Regions from separate parts of the Mus musculus genome. Here regions 1 and 2 are each linked to region 3. Evidence: chromatin contacts called from public HiCAR-type and promoter capture Hi-C data. All regions are on one chromosome and are shown on one strand. The core of a region is the stretch at or near the end of the contact, and the rest is flanking DNA. Distances in the headings are between cores, read along the strand shown. Region 1 holds the start of 4831440E17Rik (RIKEN cDNA 4831440E17 gene). Region 2 holds the start of Ptpn12 (protein tyrosine phosphatase, non-receptor type 12). Region 3 holds the start of 5031425E22Rik (RIKEN cDNA 5031425E22 gene).

Region 1 (3,649 bases), core at 927-3,426, 2.1 Mb after region 3:
TGGCACTAAAACGGTTTCCTTAATTTTCAAGCCAAGTTGCCGAATAACCACTTTTTAAGACAACACTTCTTGCCCAGTTCATCCACCCGGCACAGTCCTCACGGACGCTCAAAAACAATCGAAAGCCATTGCCTGCCCAGCTGGAGTTGAAGTTACTCGTCCAGCGACGTTTAAAGCTGTCTCCCCTAAACAAAGTGCTCTGGGCCGTCAGCGCCGCGGAACCCGGCCGCGTTCCCGAAACTCCGACTCGCCCGCTTACACCTGGGCCCGTGCGATCCCGAGCGCCGGCTGCGGAGCCGGGCGGTGCGGTTCGGGGCGGTGGGGGATGGGGAGGACAGGCTCGAATGGCTTCCTAATGTATCATTAAGAAGCAAAAGCACCGGTCTGGGAGCAAGAAAAGTTAAAGGAGCCGCGAGCTGACAAAGAGCGCCGGCCGCCGCACCCGGACCACCCGGCCGCGGCGTTTGACAGCTCCGTCCCTGGCGCCCACAGCTTTGTGGCTCCGAGAGGCCGGGCCGGCAGCAAGCTGGGCGTGCTCGGCGGGGCGTGTGCGGACGCCGGGCTAGGCCCTGGGGAAGCCGCCGGGCGGTTCTCCCAGAAGCGAGGCCGAACTCCAAAGTAAAGTGCGCGGCGCGGCCGGCGGGACCTGCGCGGGCGCCGCCGAACCGGGCCGCGCCTGGGCCGCCCCGCCCCCACCGGGCCGGGGGCCTGACAGCTCCGGGCCGCGCCGCCGCTGGCCGCCCGCCTGGCTCCCTCGCGCTCAACTTACTTCTTTCTGGCTCTCTGGAAAGGGGAAGCGCCATCTTTGCGAGGCCGGCCCCGAGGTCTTTTGTCTGCGGCTGCGGGGCTCGGGGCCGGGGCTCCGGGCTCCTCGGGGGGTGCTGGCGGCGGCTGCTGCTGCTCCGCGCTCCGGTCCTCCTCCGACGACATCCTAGTCACCAGGAAAGACACATGGATCCCCGTCCTCCTCCTGGGGGGCTCCTCCCGCCGCAGCGGCCGCAGCCGCCGCCGCTGCTGCTGCTCGAGTTGCTCCTCCCCGGCTCAGCCTCTCGCATTTCCCGCAGCCCCGGGAGCAGCAGCAGCAGCAGCAGGTACCGGGAGAGGCGGCAACATGGAGCTAGCAGGACACGCACTCACACACATCGGCGCGGGCGCGCGCACTCGGCGCGCAGGGGCCGGCGGGGGGCGGCGGGCAAGCGGGCGGGGCGGGCGGGGCCGGCCGCGCGGGGCGGGGCGCCGCGGCCAAGGCTGGGGCCGGCGGGGCCGGGCCGGAGGGCGGCGCCGAGCGGGGCGGGGCGGGGCGCGACGCGAGGGGCGCGGGCCGGGGGCGGCCGCAGGGGTCTCCGCCCGGCCCCTCCCCCAGGCCGCCCGCGGCGGGAGGAGAAAGGGCCGCGGAGGGGGGCGGCGGGCCGGGCCGGGCCGGGGCGGGGCCAGCCACCCCTCCCCCGCGCCGTCAGCCCGTCAGGCCCACGCCGCGGCGAAGTTTTGACAGCTGCTCCAGTTGTTGTGGTGGGTTCCGGGGTGGTGCGAGCGCCGGCCCCTCGGTCGCGCGCTGGCGATCGCTCCCTCACACACTGCTCGCTCACGGCGTTCCCTGTGGCTAGCTCCCTCACGCTCGGTTCAACGCACGGCTAGCTCTCGCTCTTCCCTATCGTTTGCCCGCTCTCCGGCCGGCGCTTTGCTGCCTCACGCTCAGGATCGCTCCCTCACGCTAGCTTTCGGCCCCATCAAGCTTGGCTCCCTCACGCTGGGATCCCTCTCGCTCGCTCGCGAACGCTCCCCCACGCCCGCTCTCTCTCTGGGGGCAGCAAAGGAGGAAGTTTTGCGGCTGTGCGTTCACCACACAAACAACACACGCACACGGCAGTGGCCGTCGCGCGAGGCCTGCACCCGGGTCCCCCGGGGCGACCCGCACCACAGACCTCTCAAACTCGCCGCCGGCTCGCCCACACACAGGCGCCTCCCGCCCCCGCCCCCAGCGCGCTGCTGCCACTCACGGGGCTGAGTCCGCGCATGCGCCCCGCGCTACCCGGCCGCCGCCGCTGACCTCACCGCCCCTCCCCCGCCCGCTCTGACGCGGCGGTGGCTGCAACTCGGGCTCTGGCGGGCGCTAAGCTGCGGACCGGGCATCCGGGATCAGGGTCCAGCCCGGCCGGAGGAGGGGGGAGGGATCGATGTAAACACTCCGGAGCGTGCACCCGCGTGCGGTGCGCGCACGTGCGTCCGCGACCCCCTGCGGGCGTGGGCCGCTCCAGGCCTGGCGGAGTCCCACGTAGGCTTCCCTAGTGCGGCGCAACCGTGGCAGGACAACGTTAGATCCTAACTCCAGCTGTAGTTTCTCCGTCCGACGTCATGTTTTAAACACCGTGAGACCGGAGGCTGCCGTACAAAAAACCAAGCGGACAGGTTGAGTGGGAAAAAAATGTCTCTACACCGAGAGAAATGCATCAGCGTGAACGTTGTGTGTGCTCAAGATTTAAAAATGGAAATACTGCTAAGCTGTTTCCCATTAAAAAAAAAAAAACGATTCGTTAAAAATGGGGCCAGAATTGCCCAGGACGCCGCGTTTCGTTTGCACTATGGATTGCCTTGTAGGAGTGAGAAATAGTAGAGATGGGAAAACGGATCTGTGGAGCGGCGTGGAAGGCTTAGAGTAGCCTGTCAGGCGCTGAGCTGCTCGGAGCCTGGAATCCGAGCGCACTTTGCGATCAGTTCTTTCCATTCTCAACAGTTTCAATGCTGGGCAAAAAGAATACACTTGTTTCTAGAGGTCCTGTTCACCTTCCTGCCACCCAATAGCCAGGCTATTAACATTGAACTGGGCTTCGCATCTGGATCAAACTTTGATCGTCTAGTGCATATTATAGCTGTAATCATTTGTTTGTTTGTTTATTTGCAGTGGCTAAAGTTGAATCGTTGAATCATTTGAATTGATTGCAAGTTTAATCCCTTGCAGGCCTTTTCAGCTTTATTATATGTACAGTCAAAGGAAGCTTGGAGCAGGGAAGAAAGCTGCCATATGAAAGGTAAGCTACAAATTAAAAGGAGAGAGGAAATTGGGGTTTCTAGACAAATTAAATTACTTGTCGTTGTGGTATATTGAACCCAGAACTGCACACACAGCTAAGCTAACACTCCACCACTGAGTTTTATCCCTAGACGGAATCGTTTTTAAAGATTTTTTTTAAGAAATGTTTTTTGTTTGTATTCGTGTCCGCATGAGTTTATGTACACCATGTACGTGGAGATACCTGAGAAGGCCAGAAGGTGTTCAGTCCCCTAGATTGAGGTTACAGGCAATTGTGAGCTGCCATGTGGGCACTGGAAATCAACTCCAGTTTCCTGCAAGAACAGTGCTCTGAATCGCTAAGCCAGCTCTCCAGCCCCTGGACCTGGCTTTTAAATATAAACTTTTAAAATAAAGCCTTTTTCTTTTGATACTAGAATAAGAAAAGTATTCATCTAAAAAAATTAAACGTTATATTATTGTTGCTATGGTTAAAATAGAGGAATGGGCATGGAACCAGGTATAGTGGCCCATACCTTTAATACCAGGACTAGAAAGACAGGCAGATGGATCTCTATGAGTTTGGGGACAGCATGGTCTGCATAAGACAACCCAACCAAGACTACATAGTGAGACCCTGTC
Region 2 (3,521 bases), core at 585-3,084, 2.4 Mb before region 3:
AAAATAAGGAATAACTGGACTTTGATCTACATTTTCAGTCCTCACTGTATCTTGTTCCTACTTTCTATTTTTATAAAACTGCAAGGTGGAAGTCACAAAACCCCACAATACTACTAATACTGTGCAAGGCTAACAGTCTACTTTTCAAGCCATTAACAATTTTAACACTAAAGTTTTACTAGACAGAAATCTCTTTAAAATGTGAACACCCACTTCAGTACTAAAAATCACTTCATTTGCACTTTAAATAAAAACTAGCAAATGTTTCGTAGCCACTCATTTTTATAGACCTCAACTGCATATGGCTTTTCATAACCAAATTTCAGATGAACTGATTATTCTTAGAAGTGCACCTTGTCCAGAGCAAAATTTTCCCTAGTTCATTTGCTATTCCCAACCCCCGCTAAAGAGCGAAGGACTTCCCAAAGTCCCATTTCCTTTTCCATTCCCCAGACCTCCAGGGTTTACAACGCCCCAGTCTTGCGCAACATCCGTAGGAGCAGCAGCCGCAACCACCGCCTCCAAAGCCGGGAAACAACCCTAGAGGGAACATTGTCCAACAGAAAAATAAAAGGAGCGAGGAGGGGGTAATGTAGGAAGTCAGCTTCTGGTCCCACGCCTTCGGAATTGATACCCTCTCTCCAATTATGCACCTAGAGAAATTTCACATACTAGACTTTTAACCCCCACCTCCACTCACTCAAGCCTGCCTACACAAGCAGAGGGCGGAAAGGGGGGTGGCGGAAAAGGGGGGACGGGAAGGTTATCTCCCAGGGCTTCAGCCCATATAGTCGCCTCCACCCTACCATGACTATTGTTCCCAGCTTCCCCACCCCCACCCCGGATAGGAAGTGATAGTCACATCCCCTCCGGCTTCGGCAATATCCCCTCAAGTCCGGAGTGAGCTTCCTTCAGGATAACCCCCATCCACACTGATATCCCCCTCCCTTTTCGATCTAAAGTCACACTGGCCTCACAGCCACCTCAAACCTGGGTCTCAGGACGAAAAGAAACCTGACCAGATAAATGGAGATCAGGTAAACCATGAGATTCCTTATGGTCAAGCCTCTGGCAAGCGCTGAGCTAATAACTGTGAACCCAGACACGGAGTCGTCCTGCCGTCCACTCGGACCAAGGCCGGCATCCGTACAGGGACCCAGCGAGTTAATGCTCTACACCCTCGCTCTCCGGCAGCCTCGAGCCGCTCCGCTGGCCGCAGCCAGACAGCTCGCCTCGACCCTCCCCGGAGGGGCAGGCGGGGAAGGCAGGCGTGGGAAGGCGAGCCCGCACTCCAGCCGCCGCCGCCCGGCCGGGGAGACAATAGGTAGTCGCGGGCGGCGGGGCCGGAGCGGGCTGGGCCGGGGAGCGCAGGTAGCGGCCGCGGAAAAGAGAGGCTGAGGGGCGGGGGTGACCTCGCCTCCCGCAAGCTCGCCGACGGCGCTCGCGGCTGGGCGCGCGCCCCGCGCCTGTCCTCGCACCGCACACAAAGCGCTGGCAGCCCCGACCGACCGGGAGAGGCGAGGGGAGCTCGGCGGCTGGCGACACGAGGCGCCGGCGAGAACGGACACTCACCATGAAGTCCCGGGCGAAGTTGTCCTCCCCATTGTGATCCGGACTCTTCATGGCCTGGACCCTCTGGATGAACCTCCTCAGGATCTCCACTTGCTCCATCCTCCCGCGTCCCCCCCGCCGCCCGCCCGCGCGCCGCAGCGCCCGCTCCGTCTTCCCCAGCTCGCTCCGGCCCGCCCTCCCTCCCCGCCGCGCCAGGCGGCTGCGGCTGCGGCGGCACCGGCCGGGCTCCCCGCGCAACTTAAAGAGCAGCGTCGCTTTCCCCTACTACGAGGCGAGCCGCGGGCTAGCGCCGGCCCCAACCCCCAGCCTGCCCCATCCTCCTTCCCCGCCCTCCTCAGTCCGAGACGCCGCCGCCTCAGGAACACGGCTCTCAGTTCGCCCTGCCCCCTTCCCGGTTCTGCCTCCCCCCCCACCCCCCACCAGCAGCCGCAGCCGCCTCTCCCCACGGGCGCGCCCCCGCCGCCACCCAGACGCGCGGGCTCGTACGGCGGCCCCGCCCCAGAGCGAAGACCCAGCCGCCCCCGCACGCCCGCCCGGGCCCGCCCCCGCCCGCTCTGAGTGGCTGGAAGCCGCTTCCGGGGCGTGGCCCTCTCCTAGGGCGCTCGCCGCTCGCTGCGGTGAGGCTGGCTTCTGGTGGACGTCCTACGTCTGGAAGCCCGGCCAAGCCCAGTGGGTCAGACAGTAAACTTCAGATGGGGCTTGCGGCCTCCGGGTTTGGCGGGGAGGGAAAGCTGATTCCAAAAGTGCTTCAGCGCTACTGCCGGCCGCGGGCTGGGACTACAAGACCCGCCTGCAGGAGTGCCCGGAGCAGGGTGGGACAGAGGTATGCTGGGAACTGTAGTAGAGCCTTCACCTTCGCTTTACGAATGCCTTGGTGAGGGTCTCCCAAGGCTTTGGCACTTTGGCTAGGAGAAGCCAATAGTTTCCAGAGTGAAAGGGTTTACTCTTCGCAATCTTTCTAATCCCAGTGAGGGAAAGCTCTTAATTCGTAATGCATCTTTCTCATTGCACCTTTTTTTGCCAAGAGGAAGACAATATTGCTTCCTATCTTTAAATTCTCACGGTTTCAGAGTTGAATGGGTGACATTCTTTCGTAGAATAGAATTTGTGACTCTTAGCAGACAGAGAGCGTGCTGATGCAATCTGTCCTTTCATAAATAGAAATGATTTGTCCAAAGTTCACCCCCCCAACATGTTCATGTGGAGTCAGAACTAAAACGCAGGTTCTTTTACTTTGACTCTAACTTTTACTTTTTCTCGAAAGGACGAGAGTTTGTAGTAGTACACAGTTGCACAACTGAGGGATTTGATCCATGGACTGACTTTGGTCACCTACACCCACAAACAAAAAACATGTTTTCACAGAACAGGCTGCCAGGAAATATGCTTAAGATAGGAAATATCAATGCAGGAAACATTTCCTAAACCGATATTTGGCCGCACTGTGAAATTTAATTAAAAAGAAAATCGAAGACAACACATGTGAGTAGCAATATACAGTTACACTTTAAAATAAAATACAGGAAATAATGCATCTGATATGTACCAACTCACTTCTCTCAAAGCATTTCAAGAGATGCTTTCCATACTAAAATAAACTTTTGAAAGGAGTGTCTGTAGTAATTTAACCCACTACACAGGCTAAATTTCACTGAATGTAAGCAAAAGATTCAGGCTCGATGGGGACAAATAGGTAAATGGCAGAAATGCTTTAACTTTTATTTATGTCTCTATATTTTGGGTTCTCTCAGCCAGGGTCTCACTCAGTAACCCAGGCTGGCATGGCTGTCTTCCTGCCTCAGCCTCACAAGTGCTGGGAGCATAGACATGGGCCACAGTGATCACCTACACTTTTGATATAGCCAAGAATGTAAAAACCAGTTAGTGATTAGCAAACAGTATACGTGTGTGCTTTATACCAACTATTGGCAGTCTCATGGGTAACAGGC
Region 3 (3,472 bases), core at 581-3,080:
TGTACTATTCTGTAATCTTTTTGAGATGACTTTGTGCTATCATGTCTAGCTCAAGAATTTGAAATGCCAGTTTAAAAAAAAGGTAAAGAAATATTAAGAGTTTATGAATTTCATGGAGTCAATAACTGGAAGGAATTTGGAAGCATACAAAGGATTCATCTCCATTTGCCTAAAAAATGGCCTCTTTCCCTTATTAACACAAACGGCTTCATATTTAGTTCTTTTTCTAAGGAAAAAAAAATGATGTTAGGATAAAGGAGCAAGGGAATTGACAGAGAAACAAAAAAGGTTATTCCACAATTATACAAAATGTCCATTTTAATAGATAAGCAGGAACAAAAAGCTTTGAATTTGTTAAACTCTTTGTAATACATAACTCCATTTAAAATACTGACTTTCGCTCATTCTCATTGTTACCTAATAACAAAAATGCTACAAACCAAATCTTGATTTCCAACTACAAAGAGTCTACCGCTAAAAATAAACATAAATTAACATAACCATGGCCCAGGTTAATGAAGTTTCTAGGCCTAGTAGGCATTCATTTTCTCTCAGCACCAAATACAGTGTTTTGTTGAAATAGTACCCAGGCAGAGCCTGTAATCCTAGCAATAGGAGGGTGGGCAGGAGTATGAGTTCCAAGCTAGTCTAGGCTATTAAATAGCAAAACCCATTCGAGCCCTCATTCCCATCCCTAAGTCCCACTAAAAATACGTTTTATGCTATTGCAAATGTGCTTTAAAGACGCAGGATAGAGAGCTTTAACGAATATTTACCAGAAGCATTTGTAATTCCATTTTTTATTTTTAAAAGGACGACAAAATGCAACGTGAAGTATAGAAAATGACCTTTCAGTTTCATACAGAACAAAATACTAAAATTACTAAGAATACTTATATTTGAAAAGGCAACCCTCACCAGTAAGATTACTTAAACTCTCTCACGGGATGTACAGACAGGGAGGGTAATGAACACAAAGAATCTAAGGAGAAGGTTTGACAGGGCCCTTCCGTTCAGACTGTGATGCAGTCCTTAATCGCTGTCTGCCTAGAAACCCTAAGTGTTCCTGGGTGTTATTCACTTGCTTTCAAACTCTGAGAATGCTGTAGTCTTCTATTCAGACCCCCCAAACTTTATGTTTTGTCTGAAATAATCAACACTCCTACCTGTGGTGCCTTCAGAGCCTAACCTGTCCTTGTTACCCATACCAGTGACACTCAGGGCCTCCTAGTTGGCTTACAGGAGGGAACTGCCACCTTACGTAAGCATACTTTGCAAGGAGAAAGGCAGATATAAGAAGGCGTCAAACCTTCTCCTCCACCAGTGGCTGGCACACCCCGAAAGGAGTGTCCTTTCAGGGGCTCCCCCCCCCCCCGCAGCAGTTCTGCTGCGGGGAGTGGGGGAGGGGAAGAGCTTTCAAACAGTCATCTCTTCCTCTTCGGGCAGCCAACGCCGACCGCACCACCATCTCCTCCGCCCAAACCCGGTCCCCTCCCCCGCCCTGCCTGGGTCCCCGCCAAACCCCACAGGAATGCAGCCGGTCACATGCGCTGCGGCGGCGGTGGACGTGCCTCTCCCCCCGCGCCCCAAGGAGACCCAGCGCCATCTTGCCCTGACGCAGTTACAAAAGTCACAGGAGAAATTGCGCCTCCACGGCCGCACCAGCGCCCCAAAGTCTCGCAGAGGCCGAGCCAGGGCCCTCACCTCGCGCAGGGAGAGGAGCAAAAGGTCGGGGAAGAGCCTTGCGACTTCCTTCGGCACTGCTTGGGTTCCACAGAAGACGCGGCGACAACGATCACCGTCATCACTTCTCACTCTCTGCCTTTGCAACAGCCACCCCCGACGACTCTGGCCCCACCCGCTGCTGCAGCATGAGGTCATCGTCAGCCAATCCCTACGCGCCCGACAGAAATCACCAGACGCCGATTGGCTGCCGACACCGCCTCTGCCTCTCCCCACTCCTCTTACGGAGCACCCAAGGTCGTGCTGCGGGCCAAGAAGACGGAAACCGCCATTCCGGGGAAAGGCCCCCAAAGCCAGATCCGTAATCGCTGTGTGATTTTAGTGGAGAACCCTGTTTTGTTCCTTGGCCTCCCCTTTTCGGTTCGAGAAACCAGCTCTGTCCCTCCCTCGTTTAATCACCGCCACACAAACGAACTCCCGCTCCCCGCCCAGCACACTGTCCCGCGGCGGGGAATCCTTCCCCGGTGCTAAGAAGTATAGGAGGCGGCGGCAGCGACTGCACCGGCAGCGGCAACGGCAGCTTTTACCCCATACACGGTGGCAGGGAGGCGGCGCTGACGATGGCTGCAATTTTTTCTGCGGCTTCTCCCCCCGACCTCTTGCGTTTCTCGCTCCTCCATCGAGACAGCGCGGGACTCGCCAGCTCCGCTTTTATCCGGTGCCCGGAGCCTGCGCACTGGAGCCTCCTCAGCCACTAGTGGGCGTCGAGTGACAATCCGACCGGGCTCACCCTGAGCTGGCAGGCCAGGCCGGGGGGAGGGGGCTGCCGGGACTGAGGCTGCTTGGGGGGTAGGAGCAAGTGCATCACCTTAGGAAGTGATGGGAGGGGGGTCGTCCCCGTCCCTGCTGTCATCCTTCTACCCACTAGTAGCATCCTCACGCTCACCTACATCCAGGCTTGAGGGCTACTCGGGGACAACGGGTAAAGAGCCAAGCCCACCAGCTAGCAAGACCTCCCCAACCGTCGGCGGATGGATGAATGCACCTGTTGTGGGAAAGACGGAGTGTCTGGCCAGCTCGCGGCCTCTAGCGTGACGTCTCCACGCCTCGGCGGAGAGGCCGCGTCGGGCCGCAGCCCATAACCAAGATGGCGGCGAGTAGCTTCGTCCCCTCCCCCCTGCCCCTGCGGAGCGGGGCGGGCGGGCCCCGTGCGCTTGCCGCCGCCGCCGCCGCCGCTGCCGCCGCCGCCGCCGCCGTCGCCGCCGCCATTTTCCCAGAGCGAGAAGCAGTGACACTGAGCGGGCGCAGGGGGCCGAGTCGGAGATCGAGCCTGCGTTCGGGAGCGGCAGCAGAGGGGGCATAGACACTCGGAGCAGCCTCAGCGTCTCCTCGTCATTCCTGCCGTGGCCCGCAGTGCCCGACTCTTGGGTTCCCACTGAAGACGCTGCGCGCTGCTGCTTGGGGAGGGGGTGTGGAGTCGGTTCTGCGACCGCAGTGGCTGTCGTCGGGGGTCGACCGAGCGCTGAGGTGTGGAGAACCTCGCCCGGGGTCGAGCCGATAACAGGGTTCGGGTGTCTGGTGTGTGACCATCACAGGTCAGTGCCTGTCGTGTCTGTGGGTGTCGTGGGGTCCACGGTGGGGGGACTTAGGGCTCTAGGGAGAGAGGGTCGCTGTCCTTCGGGAGCCGGGCGTCCACACTGAACCCCAGGCGCCTGTGCTGGGGCCACGTCGCTTGTGGAAATGGAATTTGTCCTTTCTCCTGCCTGTCCCTGGCACTGGGGCATTATGG

The links. Promoter capture Hi-C pulls out the DNA fragments that hold promoters and counts their contacts. HiCAR-type assays count read pairs that join an accessible place to other places.
Region 1: a promoter capture Hi-C map of pre-B cells shows a contact between it and region 3, with 6 times the contacts expected there. The contact joins the promoter of 4831440E17Rik here to the promoter of 5031425E22Rik in region 3. A contact is called at or near these places in 3 of 39 promoter capture datasets (the C10 cell line, cranial neural crest and pre-B cells), 1 of 115 datasets of contacts at active chromatin or transcription factors (cardiomyocytes) and 1 of 9 other capture datasets (liver).
Region 2: a contact with region 3 is called in a HiCAR-type map of astrocytes, with 3 times the contacts expected there. The contact joins the promoter of Ptpn12 here to the promoter of 5031425E22Rik in region 3. A contact is called at or near these places in 2 of 39 promoter capture datasets (hippocampal neurons and liver), 3 of 115 datasets of contacts at active chromatin or transcription factors (astrocytes, pro-B cells and trophoblast stem cells) and 1 of 9 other capture datasets (liver).

What each region holds. Positions count from the first base shown.
Region 1 is chr5:25,497,621-25,501,269 of GRCm38.p6, forward strand. It overlaps 4831440E17Rik (RIKEN cDNA 4831440E17 gene), which reads left to right and starts at 2,177. Exons shown (of 1, transcript NR_030700.1): 1 at 2,177-3,649. Kmt2c (lysine (K)-specific methyltransferase 2C) reads right to left here and starts at 1,163. Exons shown (of 59, transcript NM_001081383.2): 1 at 770-1,163. The coding sequence starts at 930.
Region 2 is chr5:21,054,077-21,057,597 of GRCm38.p6, forward strand. Ptpn12 (protein tyrosine phosphatase, non-receptor type 12) reads right to left here and starts at 1,835. Exons shown (of 18, transcript NM_011203.3): 1 at 1,573-1,835. The coding sequence starts at 1,671. It overlaps Gm42221 (a long non-coding RNA gene), which reads left to right and starts at 1,991. Exons shown (of 4, transcript XR_880864.3): 1 at 1,991-2,395.
Region 3 is chr5:23,431,506-23,434,977 of GRCm38.p6, forward strand. 5031425E22Rik (RIKEN cDNA 5031425E22 gene) reads right to left here and starts at 1,831. Exons shown (of 3, transcript NR_165300.1): 1 at 1,705-1,831. Kmt2e (lysine (K)-specific methyltransferase 2E) reads left to right here and starts at 2,959. Exons shown (of 26, transcript NM_026984.2): 1 at 2,959-3,278.